2 separate regions of the Anas platyrhynchos genome follow, and region 1 is linked to region 2. Evidence: chromatin contacts called from public Hi-C data. All regions are on one chromosome and are shown on one strand. Each heading gives the region's core, a stretch centred on a gene start, on an enhancer-like site or on the middle of the called end of the contact. The rest is flanking DNA. Distances are from core to core; before and after follow the strand shown. Region 1 overlaps IRS1 (insulin receptor substrate 1). Region 2 has its middle 78 kb from the start of IRS1.

What was found. A called contact is a pair of places that touch in the nucleus more often than the background predicts.
Region 1: a contact with region 2 is called in a Hi-C map of skeletal muscle, with 1.6 times the contacts expected there. The contact joins two enhancer-like sites. A contact is called at or near these places in 4 of 8 Hi-C or Micro-C datasets (F5 follicle, liver and skeletal muscle).

Annotation. Positions count from the first base shown.
Region 1 is chr9:22,679,423-22,686,226 of IASCAAS_PekinDuck_T2T, reverse strand. The region is part of intron 1 of IRS1 (insulin receptor substrate 1); the gene reads left to right. Among named protein-coding and RNA genes, the nearest start is that of IRS1, 30 kb to the left of the region's middle. Within about 2 kb of position 2,631, at least 5 of the 8 cell types and tissues checked have an H3K27ac peak or open chromatin away from gene starts, as enhancers often do.
Region 2 is chr9:22,631,270-22,638,324 of IASCAAS_PekinDuck_T2T, reverse strand. No RefSeq gene overlaps it. Among named protein-coding and RNA genes, the nearest start is that of IRS1, 78 kb to the left of the region's middle. Within about 2 kb of position 4,969, at least 2 of the 8 cell types and tissues checked have an H3K27ac peak or open chromatin away from gene starts, as enhancers often do.

The DNA.
Region 1 (6,804 bases), core at 1,382-3,881, 50 kb before region 2:
TCTTGATGCCTCCCACATTTGCTAGTGTTTAATTTGCTGTCTGGTCTGAAATCTTGCACTCGTTCTGTGGGCTGGTTTGCCATTTTCACCTGCTTGGGAGCCTGGGGGCCAGCTCCTGCTCCTTCAGAGAAGCCCTCTGGCAGAGGAGGAGATGAAACGTGCCTCCTGCTTCAGCTTCCAGCAGAGTAGCACTGCAAAGAGATCTCTCTTGTTCGGTGGCAGTAGGTAACTGATAACAAAGTCACTTAATAATTTTCTTTCCATTTAGGAATGGAAGTGCTTTTTATTTTGTTTTTAGCATCCAGCTATTTGGGGACAGATGTGCGGAGGGGATGCCAGTGGTGTGTCCAGCAGAGCAGTGGGTGCCTGGCTGAGAAAAGCAGGGAAGGAAAAGCGACCTCTGCCTCGGGGTGCCCATGGCCGCGTTCTGCCCTGGGGGCTAGGAGGGGGTGTGCTGTCTGTCCTGTTTGCTGAGTGGGTTCAAAAAGTTCTCTGCATGGCTTTGCCACTATGATACCATAGTGCAGCGTGCTTCTGACTGGCTGGCTTGTAGGGAAACAGAAAGAAGCAAAAAAAAAAAAAAAAAAAGACTTCTATTTAAGAGACAGCATGCAGAATCATGAGGTTAGTGGAGTTCTTGGGGGGGGGGGGGAGGGGAGAATGCCTTTTTCCATTAAATAGGATAGATCTTCATTGTTATGTGCAATGGATACACTTTTTTTTTTTAAGATGAAAAGCACAAAAGGAATGTGGTACTTATATTTGGTTGGAAGCAGACTCCCAGCAAGTTACTACTGCTTTGCTCGCATTGAGAGTGCACGCTTAGCTGCCGTGTTACCTAAATCTACTACCAGCTATGGCTGAGAACAGTAGCTTTCAGAGTCTGATGAAACTCTCAGTTTCAAAATTAGCGTTGTTTTTTTTTTTTTTCTGTCTTTTTTTTTTTTTTTTTTTTGATTTCCAGTGTTGTACTTATGCGACGTGATGTTTGTGTGCTGTCTTTTAGGGGACGGCTCCTGGCAGTGCTGTGCGTGATAGATGACAGTTCCTATGGTGGTACGACAGCTAGTGCTCAGGAGGCAGCCGAGCCAAAATACTTGTTTTCTTAAGGTCTTGCATTAATCACAGATGTTCTTAAGGCTTTTGTTTACCATTGTTGGTCAATTATTCTTCTGTGATAAGCTGTCGCAACCCTCTAATTTGAATAAGTTTTTGTTTCATTTCTGTCCGTATTGTGGTGATTCAGTTTTGTTCTAATACAGAATTCTTTAGCAGAAAAAAACTAAAATTCAAGCTTCACTATGATAGTAAATTTTTTTCCCTCTAATGTTATTTGGATTTTCCTTTAACTTTTTAAAAGGTAGTTTTGAAGACTGTCTTCACAGTCATTTCTCATTGCAAAGTAGGAGTGAGGACTGATGGTTGATGGATCTGAAAGTGCCCTAGGGACCTTGCTTTCTGGTCATTGTGCCAGAGCGTTACCAGAGTTAGTGTTGCAGGAGATCTGATTTCCTCCATAGCAATGATCAAGTAGCTGCCTCCATGAACTGTCTGAAATGCTGTGAACAATCCATTACAGTCTGGTATATTATTTATATGTAAATGCAGGGAATGGTCCGTTGGTATTATGGATACATGTAACAGCTAAACTTCAAACAGATAAGAAGAAAGAAGTGAATTGGACTTGAGAAGTCAAATCCAAGGAAAAGTCAAGTAGGAAATAAAAGACAAAAAAGATATTAACCCCCCTCCACTGAGTTACAAATACCGAAGTTTCAATTAATTTTTTCAATACATTTAAAAATATTTGGTGCACTTCTTTGTTCCAAATACTACCGACTCACATCATGCAGTAAGACCCAAAGTGTGTCGTGTCCAAAGACAGTGCCACCTGTTGAGTGATCAGCAGTGCCTGCTGGCACATCCCAGCCCACACAAGGCATGCTGAGCTCCTGGGGATTGCTCAGTCTGTTTTCCAAGTTCAGTTGAAGGCATTGGGATTGGGCAAGTTGTTTGTGAAACTCGGGCAGAATCAGTCCTCTGACTTTGAGGACTGTAAGGGAATGTTTGCCTGTTAAGGGAGAAATGAATGGAAGTGCACTGAAAAACACGTTACCCTATACTTCTATTTTTTTCTTCAAGCACCACCACTTTCACAGGTGGGAGGGCTAGCTGTAGACTAAACAAGGGCTGGTATTAATGCCAATAAACAGAGCTGCAGAGAATGTCCAAAAAATCCCTTTAAGATCAAAATTCAGGTCTTTAATGTCTCAAAAGCCCTTTGGGTACTCTTCCCAAATCTAATCAGGTGATAGGAAAAGAGATTGTTTGCTATCCTCATCCATCAGTCATGGAGGTGTGGTCATTCTTTTTTATTTTCTTTAGTTTTAGAACATTCTAAAATTTTGCCTATGATTTCTGCCCTGCTTAATAAATCTTCTGTCTTTAGTAATCTTCCCACAATGATAGAAGTAGCTGTAGTGGTCTTGACTGATCTCAGTTGCCTTCCCTGTGGCTTCCAGACATTACTCAACTCAGCAGCCCGATTTGTTAACTTGTACCAGCCTCAGAATAATTCCAGTTCTGATGAAAACCAACATTACTGTTCCTGACGGGTAGGCAGATGCTTCGTCAGTGCTGAGGAATTCCAGAAGGCCGTCGTTGTAACTGAGTGGGCAGGAACGTGGTAGAGGAACGTCAGCATAGGTAAACACAAGTCTTCAAGCAGAAGTTTTTTTCCAGTAAGCAAAAAATGTGTCTAAACCATGCCTGTGTGACGCTGACCTCAGACCTGAGGGTTGTAACTTGTTAGAGGCCTTGTCGTTGTCACTCACAGCTCCCCTCTGTCCTTGTTGCAAGCGTGGAGCAGCAGCAGCCGGAAAACCACAGGCAGTGCTTTTTGGCATCATAAGAGAAAGGTACTGAGAATCAGAAAAAGGCATCATTTTGCCAATGTTTAAAACATTGGTGTGCCCGCATGTTGAGCACTGGGCGCAGCTTTGGTGTCTGCATCTTAAGACAGATGTAGTTTAGGGAAGGTACAGAGAAAGGCAACTCAAGGTCAAAGGGATGGTACCGCTGCCCTGCGTGCAGCAGCACTTCTTGTCTTTTGCAAGGCTCCAGTTAGGAGAGGAGAAGCCGAGAGGGGCAAGGTGATAAAGATTTACAAAATCCTGAAGGTGGTGGGTAAGGTGAATGCAGAACTTGACAGAAATCCTGCAGTACCAGAATTACAGGACACTTGATGAAACTGGTTGGGAATCAGTTTAAAACAGATTAAAGAAAGTATTTGTTTACACAGCAGCTAGTGAATTTATGCAGCTTGCAGCCAGAGGATGTTTTGAAAACAGGCAGTCAGAGCAGGTTCAAGACAGGGTCAGGAGAAGTCCTGGTCAGCAGGTAGTGGTTGCACAGACCATGGTTTATAGATTCTCTCGAAACAGCACCTTCTGCTGCCCTGCTGGAGACGCCTTCTGGACAAGGGGAGCTGTGGGTCTGACCCAGCTGGGCACTTTGTACACTGGGCTCTACAGCTCTGTGGTGTCTTTCTGTCACTCGCTCAAAATTATATTCTCGTTTGTAGCAGGGTTAGGTGGAGACATGAAGGCTCCTCTCTGTTTTTTTCATGTTCAGTAAGCTGTACCTCCCAGGGAGACTTTTGATCTACTTATTCAAATTTATCAGTATTGCAAGCTGACATGATTATTGCTTCATAGGAAACTGGAAAAAATTTCCTTCTTTCTAGCCAGGAAAAAAAGACTGGGAAGTCCATCTGGGAATGTGATTCATCTGGGTCACACTCATCATTTTCCTTTCGGATTGCAAGGAGAGGTTCAGGACAGTGCTCAGCTAGAAGTGATAAGATTTTATTTAGATATAGCTCCCTTTAGTGTTTGTGGTGGGGAGCAGGTACACTGTTGTTTATGCAACAAGACTCCAAACACCTTCTATCACTTGATCAGCACGACATACTCCTTGGTGTTTGGTTATGTCCTGCTGCACTTTGAGAAGTGTGAGTTCTTCAGCCTCTGCCTAAGTTGCCAGTGCTGCGTATTGATGCAAGTACTTGGGTGGACCTTGCTCCTGAGGGGGAGTAAAACCTCAGTTAAAAGAAATTGAATCTTAATCTGAAGAATGTGAGTAGCTCTTTTGTTAGAGTCTGAGAGTGCATTACACCATTTTCAAGTAAATGTGGTTTTGTGAAAATCTCTTAAAGTTAACTTCAGTGTAGCAGTGGCTTGTAGGGTGGTAACCACTAGTAACTGGAAGACAGTATGCCTAGTGCTGTTAGTGGTTTTCTTCGCTATATTTTTAGCTGGGTGGAAATCTTCTAAAAGTCATAGTAATAAAGAGAACTTGGAGTCTATGCATAATTTTAAGACCGGAGAGGTTGCAAGGCTAAAAACATCCAATTTGAACAAATGCTAATAGTGGCATAACAGGAAAAAGAGAAAAAAGGGTGAGGACATTCCTTTCAAAGACATTTGTTTTAAACTTGACCCATTTTTAACCTGTTGTTCTGCAATGTATTTATTCTGCAGGAAAGCTTTCTTAATAAAAGTGCTAGGTTATGTCCAAATCTGAACATAGTCAGCCTTCACCTTAGTCTAGTGTCAAACTGCTCTAGCATTTGTCACTAAGAAGGCTGTGCTAGCAATAGTTGGTTATTCACGTGGATATATCCATCTGAATTTCTCTTGCTGGGGCATAGTTGTCTTGGAAGAAGGCCGAGCACGAGCCCTGTGAGAGCTTCTCTCGCTCTCTTCCTGCCCTCTGTCCCTTCTTTCTCTTTCCACAACTCAGAAGTAAAATTTGATAGCTCAGAATGTAAATTAATCCTAAGTTATATGAAAGTCTTTCCTTGAAAGAGACCATAAATCTCATCTGTAGACGTTGACTTCTTAGAATACAGAAAAAGAGCCTCTGATTTATTTATTTATTTTTAATGCTGAGTGCAAGTGTATAAAGTGAAGCCTGCTCAGTAACTTCAGAACTGAAGAACAACAAAAAAGGCTGCTTCTTCAGACCAGGGAATAGTTTCTTAAATTATGAAATACGTACATACAAATGTCGATATTTACTACTCTGTGAACTGTTTTTCATATTTGCTGTTTGAAGCAGCTCTGTACCTTTTTTGGTTTGGTTTTGAGTATCTACTGTTTCCATCCAGTCCAATGAAAATGCTGCTAAATGTCGATGCTGTATTTACCAATGAAAATAGTGTTTTAATTTGCATTAGATGAGTATGATGAGCCTATCTAAAAGCCACTCTTGGTGGGTGGGGAGGAAGGCACTAAAAGAGTATGACCAGAGTGGTTGGTAACATGATGAGCACTGACATCGGAGACATGACCTTAGGAGGCTTAGGATTTCAGTTGGTTTGGTGCCAGCCATGGCATGCAACACTGAAAAACAAGTGGATGGAGAAAGCCTCCTTTGCTTTTCGTCACCTTCTAGGATGCGCCTGCCTGAAAAACTCCGGAGAAATTCAGCGCCCCACTGCCTTACGGCGTTACTGCTCTGCTGGCTGGGGAGAAAGGCGGTGAGGCCATTGTGCCTTCTTCCTGTTTCCTAGAAATGATCAGCTGTGAGGATGAAGGAAGTGTGTGGGGAAATCAAGACCTTCTCCAACCTGGCCTTTTAGGGAAGGGCAAGGTATAACATAAAACACTGCCGGGCTGCTTTTTGCATCCATAGGCAGCCCTACCGCTCCTCCAGACGGTACAGGGCTCCAGGTGGGCCTAGGCCCAAGGTGAGCGCTGGCCCAACTCTGTGAAGTTTGGGGTCGATGCAGAACCCCCCTTGCAGCACAGAGGTGTGCAGAGGGCCATCAGACCCTGTGTGTCGCATACCAGTGCTCAGGGGTGAGTTTCAACACGAGGGGAGGAATAAAAAAATGGCAGCTGAAAGCACATGTCTGAGTACGCTTTTGAGGGAGAGAGGATTTGACAAACGCAGCATAAAGAGGAATGTAAGATGCTGAGATTCTCTCTGTGGCTAAGTAAAGCTGTAAACTGCATACCGAGAGTGATGAATTCGGAGCACTCGATACCCATTCAAGTGGCCTTGCTGCTTAAAGCATGGGCATTATTCTTCTGCAGATGGATGCTTACAGATAACGTTACAGCCTGCTCGCTGCTGAAGGGAGAGAGCTCTCAGCCTGTACAACTGGAGCAATTCTATTTCTCTGTTTCTATGGAAGCTGTTTGTTGTGGTCTTCGTGGTGTGGTTTTTTTTTGTTTTTTTTTTTTTTCAACTATATTTGTAGAGCAGAAACTGAAACCCAATCCAACTTCCTAATATATGTGTATTCCTATTGGCAGTTGGATTTGAAGCTTTGCTTGGTTATTTAGCTGTGAGAGGTTGGCAGAAGCAGTCCAAAATACTCTTCTCTAATAATGAAGTAATTGACCATAACATAGCATGTCAGGGAGGGCTTCTTGGGCAGCTGCATCCTCCCAGCAGCTCGAGGCATAGGAGAGGCGGTGGAAGACATGCAGCTCCAAGCCGGCTGGGAAGTGGGGACAATCAGAGCTACTGTCCCCAGCTGCTGCTGCAGGCTGCAGGACATTACCACAGATAGAAAAGATGCAGCTTGGTTGGATCAAATACAAAAGGAGCTTGTTAGAAGGAGGAAAAAACATCTGATAAGTTGTCGAATGAGCTGTATCCAGAATTCTGTTTGTACCTCTGGCTAGCGTGGGGCTGGCAGCCTGTCTGTCACATTTGCCATTAGAATGGAAGAATTATTTTAACGAGAAGATTAAATACTGAAGGCTGCGAACCTCTGCCTGGACTCCTGTC
Region 2 (7,055 bases), core at 3,720-6,219:
GTGCGTTATGGATGGAGGAGCAAAACAAATCCTCAAATGCTGGTTCCCTTAGCAACAACCTGGAGCGAGGGGGAGTCCAAGAGAAGGGCTTTAAAGCTGCAGTGCTGGAGCCCAAATGGACACAAATCTGCCTCAGCGCCCTGCCTGTCTCAGCCTGAGCCTCGCCTCTTGCTAACACGGAACAGGCTGATCCCATTCATTACTGTCACCTTCAAATATAAACCTGCTGGAACAGATAGCTCTTCACAAAGCCATTCTGTACTCCCACTAAGTGCTGACAAACAAGACTGTGCTTGTAAGAGCACCATAAAGTGGCAGTGTGTTCTTTCCTTTTCTTTTTTTTTTTCCTTTCTTTTTTTTTTTTTTTTAAAGATGATCAAGAGGGCCCAGACACAGGACACCGGCTTAGGGATGTTCAGATTACCAGACTTTGTGATGGAGAGAATGTGCAGCTGACTGCATATGCTATTCCAGAAAAATAAACACCCCTCTTAAATATCTAGCCCTCTTTCCATCTCTGAAGGATTTCTGCCGGGTGATGTAAGCATCTGAGGGGAGAGCTTGGAGCCTGTGGGGCTGCCACCCTGGTGCTTTGGCGGGCTGGAACAGCACAGCCTGCAAACTCCAAGGCATCTACATGCTCTTGTGTGCTCTCGGCTGACTATAGCTGGCTTTTGTCCTGAGGCTCCAGCTGTGGGGTAGTCCTTCGGCACAGAAGTGCCTCCCCTGGCATAGCAGGGGGCTGAGTGCCTGGCAGAGCAGGGGCTGGCTGCGAGGGCACCCACTGCCTGGGTTTTAGCTGAGCTTTCACTTTGAGGCGCTTTTTGGACTCAGTGTAAAGTAAAGCAGCCTTTACTCAGAGAGACTTCTCTGGCACGGAGGAAGCGCTTGGACTGGGAGACTGCCAGATCTGCAAGTCTTGCTGTTAATAGACATGTTTTGAAGCAAGCATTGATTTGTAAAGTATTATGTAAAGTGATAGGTCTCTTTCCTGAAGAGTGGCTGAAGCTTCAGAACAAAGCACTAAGCCTTTTATGTATTTCTTTTTCCTTTGCTCTTACTGTGATAAAGTCTCCCGCGTGAATACTTTTAACTACGTTGTGAGAATTCATCTGTGTCTGCTCCTCGTTTCTCCTCTGAAGGCAGTGATGTGAAAGTTCAGGTAGATATCCAGGTGTGCTTACCCAACTTCAGGATTAAGAGTTTCCAAAATATACCCGGATTGCTGGCTTTGGACTCCAGCCCACAGACACATGCAATTCTGATGCAACATGTCGGATTCTCTGCGTTTTTACCTCCCTTTTCAGTGCTTTGCTTATACTGCAGTAAGATCAAATGGGCTTCACTCTATCACGAGTCATATGGGAGCACGCATGCAGGTCTGTATGTATATAGAAACAGGGAGATAGGAAATACACCGTGATACTTTGAGTGCTTAATGTGTATGTGTTTGCATAACAAAATCCAGCCTATTCTGTTTCCATTTTTACAGGGACTTGTCTGATTACTTAATCCAGACCTCATCCTACGCTCGCTTACTGCCAAGGCTAACAGGCAGGCAGGAGGTGAGCCGAGTGGTGTGTGGTTAGTCCCCATACACGGTCTCTCCTCCTTCTCTTTCCCTGCTCTGCATTTTGCTTTCTCTCTTTCTCTCTTTCCTTCTTTCCCTCTTTCTCTTTTTCTCTCTTTCTCTCCTGTGTTTTGTTGTTGTTGTCATTTTAGATTATGCCTTGCTTAGGTCGGGAGGCTCTTCACCTACGTGTTTACATTACACCCAGTAGTACTGGGCTCTGATCCCAAATTTGGATCTGTGTGCTAGTGCAATATAAATAATAATAAGCGTAGCTGCTTTGGCATGCAATCAGGTTGGAATCGCGGCAGCTCTGCTGTGCTTGTGGGCACTACCCGTTGCAAGAGCGTTTTCTTATTTTTCTGCCTGAAAGTTACGCTGTGTACAGTGCAAATAACCCCCCAGCACAACAAAACCATAAACAGCAACAGCATGGCAAAAACTTTAAGCTGTGCCAATGGTGAATGTATTTTCTTGCAAGACTGCAAATGTGCTGTGAGCATTTCTTGGTTTGTTAGCCGTCCTGGGATGTGTAAATATAACTAATCCAATCTAGGCTTTCATAGTGGAGTTTGTTGGTGAGGCTGAGGTCAGAAACCCCCCGAGGCTCAAAGGATAAGAGAAACAGGTGCTTTCCTGGAGCCTTAGAAGTCATGCTACAATTAGTTTCTTCCTTTCCTTTGGGCTTAATAACGTACTCAAGTTGGTACATTATAACTATGGTAACATTTATAATAAGAAAATATGCAAATACAGCAACAACATAATTTTTCCAGGCTGCTTAGCAAGTAAATGGTTGTGTACAGAATGGCCTTCAATGCTAGGAATATCTTCCTGTCAGAGACAGCTCCTGTTATTTACGATGGCAATAAAACTCCTGATTATTATTGGACAAATTTCCCAAACAGAAAAAAATCAGATGTTTTAACTTTCAGATCCTTCAGTACGGAACAAAAGGCATGGGTTTTCAGAAGTTTAGTCCCTGAGGATAAACAAATAAAGTTGTACAGAGCACACCTTGCTAATATGATTGCTCCTTATTAGCATAATAGTTTTCAAATAAACAACCTGCTAATGTCTCTAATAAGCAATTACTCTGTGATGAAAACTGCAAATGGAGCCCACTGGTGGATAACAGATAACAGTAAAATCTGTCAATAAAACAAATACTGTTCTGCCTGAGCAGCTCTCTTCTTTACTCCAAGCGAGCAGAGCTGCCTAGGTATTTTTATAGGCTGAGATTTGACAGCCAGGCATGTCACAGCACTGCTCTTCTGATATGCTGCTATGACGTTATGTGGAGCCTTTACACTTTATAATGTGAGTATTATAACTTAGTTGGAAGCAACCTGCTTGGGGTACTCAGGCCAAAGGAAACCACGGTAGGATGAGTGTTTGCCCCAGAACAGTGATTTGCCAGATTATTAGTTTTTTTTTTTATTATTATTATTATTATTTTTTTGCTTTCATAAAACAAAGTTCGTAATTAAAAAATCAGAGCCCATGCTATCTCTGAAACATGCAAATGAATGGAATTTGTCTCAGCATTCTTTCTTCTTGCTATTCTAAAACATAAAAAATCATTCACAATAGCAAAAAAGTGTTAAATGTATGCAGCAGTCTCACTTTTCCAAACATTCAGAAGTGTGAAAGATTTTCATAATTTTTCAAGCATAGTTGACAAACTATTTTCAAAACATTTGCAGATGTAATTTACATATTTGCCTAGTTGCTTTACCATTGATTAGAAAGCCATGCTGTGCTTGCTGTGCTCTCTGTATTCCTACAATCATTTTTCCAAAATCATTTTGCATATGTTCTCTTAGTTTTCAGGAAATAAGGATACGGAATATGAGAGGACCGTAAATCCCCAGGCCTGGCCCTCCCTGAATTCCATGGTGGATATTAGGTTTTTATTTTATATATAGCTTTGAAGAAAAGGGATCATTTGAAGGAAAATCATGAGCCATTCTTATCTTTGTTCCAACTCTGGACTGACATCATGGTATGAAAATGCAAGGAATGTACAGTAAAGCCTGGTGTGGGAAGAAGATCTTGGCAGAGGGATGATTAATAGTGTCTAAAAGAGGGAAAACAGTTATGTAATAAATACAGCCCATGAGATTCGAACTGAAGAAAGCATCACAGGTGCAGATTGTAAACAGGCCCCGGAGGAAAAAGTATCGGTCTTTTAAAGGTGGACTCTGTAAACAAACAGATGAGGCATAGGAAATATCCTTCCATATACATTTATATGGTACAAATCAGAACACGGAGCGTATAAGCACCATAAGTGTTTAGAAACCCAAAGAACAGCCATACTGCAGCAAAGCAGCACAAATTGTGCCACGGTGTAAATTTCTATAGAGTGGGGAAGATGTGTGGTCTGATGGCTCAGTTTGTTTTTCTGACTTTCGCAAACGACGTGATTTCTGCCTCTCTGGTTTTGTTTTGTTCCATTTAGCTGCTCTCAGCTACATAATTGTTCTTTTAGCTTGTAAATATTATGGTCAACCTCCAGCAAAGTTTAGATGAGGCCAATCCAACGTAAACAAGTGTGCCTATGCCAATGATGTGAGTAAGCAAAGCCATCCCTTGTGATATTTACTCCCCCTTTTCCTAACTCCCCTAGGACTGTGAGAACTTTGCCTAGCCAGTAGTGGTAGCACACAGCCTAGAGTTCAGTTTAACTGCCTGTCTGGGATTTTTAGTCTATTTATTTTATTTTTTTCCATGTAGACAGAATGTAGATGATGTAGAAATTATCCAGTGAAATGAGAACAATAGAGCAGAGGAACTTCTAGGCAGCGTCCTCACATCTTTCCATGCTCGCATGCCTGGCCCCGCTGCCTGCAAACTCAGCACGATGGCAGTGCAGGTGGAGCGGACAGAGCTGAGAGACCCCAGAGGGCTGAGGATTAATGGCACGAGTTGCCAAGACTCCAGATAAGCTGTGGTTTTGCATGAGGCTGCAGTGCTGTGGCATGAGACGGCGGTGTCGCAGCGATGCTGTGTGACTGTCTCGGATCCTCTGCTCGACTGTGCTGGGACCGCAGTTCTCCGGCAGGGCTCAGGCTCACCTGTGCAGCAGCTGCAAGCAGGCGCTGTGGCTCTGCTGCACCCCTGGAGCTGCTACGGTGTGGGAGTTGCAGGCAGCCCAATGCTGGAATCCCTGAACCTGCTGCTTGCAAGCCTTGACTTAAAAGGGTAGGACATGCCATACCTTTGAATGTTATCTTTGAGGTTCAGCACCTTACACTGCTCCTCTGTACAGCCCCCAACCTTCAGGATGTGCTCTCAGTGTAGGAGATGAATCCTACAGGTGTGTTGCTGTGTAAATGCAAACACAGGTGTGCAGGTAGGTTTCCCCAGCATGCCATCCCCTCCCAGACCCTTTGGAGCCCCTCGTGCTGTGCACAGGACACAGGTACTACCCCCATCCCTGCACTCAGCCGTCCCCCGTCCCCCAGCCTGGCCTTCCCATCCCAGCTTTGTCTCTTCCAAGTGTCTGAAGCCTGCTGCTTTCTGCAGCCGCAGCAGTTCAACACAAGTGGCATCCTGCTGTCCCGTGCCTCTTCCTCCCATAAGCAGGGAGTTGGGTTTGGTGGCTGTTGGGTCACAATTTGCAATTAGATGTGAGCTAACCTTTAAGGAAAAACAACACACAGCAAAACAAAGTAATCATTGCAACACTATTGATCTCCTGGGACAGGAGGGAGGGAGGTGCCTGACATTTTGCATTATCTATGGGAGAGGAAGGAGCTGGGCTGTTTTTTCCCACAAGAAATATATCTATTTTTGAATGCAAAGTGCTTTCTTTGCCATGGGACCCAAACCAGTTTTCATTCACTGACTCATGGTCTCTGGAGACTTTTTCCCTGAATTTAGGAGGCAAATGCTTTAGTGATTTGCAACTGGAAAAGTGGCAGCCCAATTAGCTAAAAGTGTTAATTTAAAGGTAAAGTTGTTACCTGCTTATAGTTATTTTGGCTTTGAAGAACCAAACAGTTTCCAGCAGCCCTGTTCCTTGTTGTTTACATATGGAGTTGCTTTAGATTTGATCATAACAGCTATTGGGTGAGAATCCTAAAGAGATGTATCAACAGCATATGATTTATTCTGTAGTTCTTGTGCAAGAAGCCAAAATATGATTTCATGCTTTCCTCCTGCTTCTCTTTAGGGTTCTTTCTTTCTTTCTTTCTTTCTTTCTTTCTTTCTTTCTTTCTTTCTTTCTTTCTTTCTTTCTTTCTTTCTTTCTTTCTTTCTTTCTTTCTTTCTTTCTTTCTTTCTCTCTCTCTCTCTCTCTCTCTCTCTCTCTCTCTCTTTCTCTCTTTCTCTCTTTCTCTCTTTCTCTCTTTCTCTCTTTCTCTCTTTCTCTCTTTCTTTCTTTCTTTCTTTCTTTCTTTCTTTCTTTCTTTCTTTCTTTCTTTCTTTCTTTCTTTCTTTCTTTCTTTTTCTTTCTATCTCTTTCTTTCTATCTCTTTCTCTTTCTCTCTTTCTCTCTTTCTTTCTCTCTTTCTCTCTCTTTCTCTCTTTTTCTCTTTCTTTCTCTCTCTCTTTCTCTCTCTTTTTCTCTTTTTCTCTTTTTCTCTTTTTCTCTTTTTCTCTTTCTCTCTTTTTCTCTTTCTCTTTCTCTTTTTCGCTTTCTCTCTTTCTCTCTCTTTCTCTCTTTCTCCCTTTCTCTCTTTCTCTCTCTCTTTCTCTCTTTCTCCCTTTCTCTCTTTCTCTCTTTCTCTCTCTCTTTCTCTCTCTCTTTTTCTCTTTCTCTCTTGCCTTGCCTTGCCTTGCCTTGCCTTGCCTTGCCTTGCCTTGCCTTGCCTTGCCTTGCCTTGCCTTCCCTTCCCTTCCCTTCCCTTCCCTTCCCTCTTTTTATAGTATAAATATAATTCAGGAGTTTTTTGCCATTTTATTAGATTTGTTCAATAGCCTATGCACTTAATCATGGATAAATGCTTCCCGATTACTGCTGACTAATCTCTCCTTCCTAAGAGACAGTCTTGCCAAGGCCCAGTCAAGAAATGTATTTGGACAGTGTTCAAGTAGCCTCTCTTACGGCGTATGGCAGAACCAGCGCGGGTCAGTTTGGCAGCTCATGGCCTCGGTTTCATTCACAGGACGCCTCTGTATGCTTGGAGTGCTTGTTTTTAGAAAGATAAGGGCTGTCTGTAGGCAGCAATCATGGTCCAACAACTGAAAGCCGCTTTCAGTATCTCTGGAGGGCACGATGCTTGGATCCGTCTGTTTTGCCCACGTGGAAGGAAAGGATTTGGTGGCAGACGTGCTTTGGGAGCTGTCAGTGCTTGTGCAGCCTGGCAGGAGTGTCAGGTGTGGGACCAGATATCTAAGCAGGTTTTTCTGTTTCATTCATAGATTACATGGGGACTGTTTAACCTTCAGGCAAAGCCTTTCCAAATAAAATAATAATAATAATAACAATAAAGAAAAAAAATACCAAGGAATAGGATATAACAATATTTATAATTCC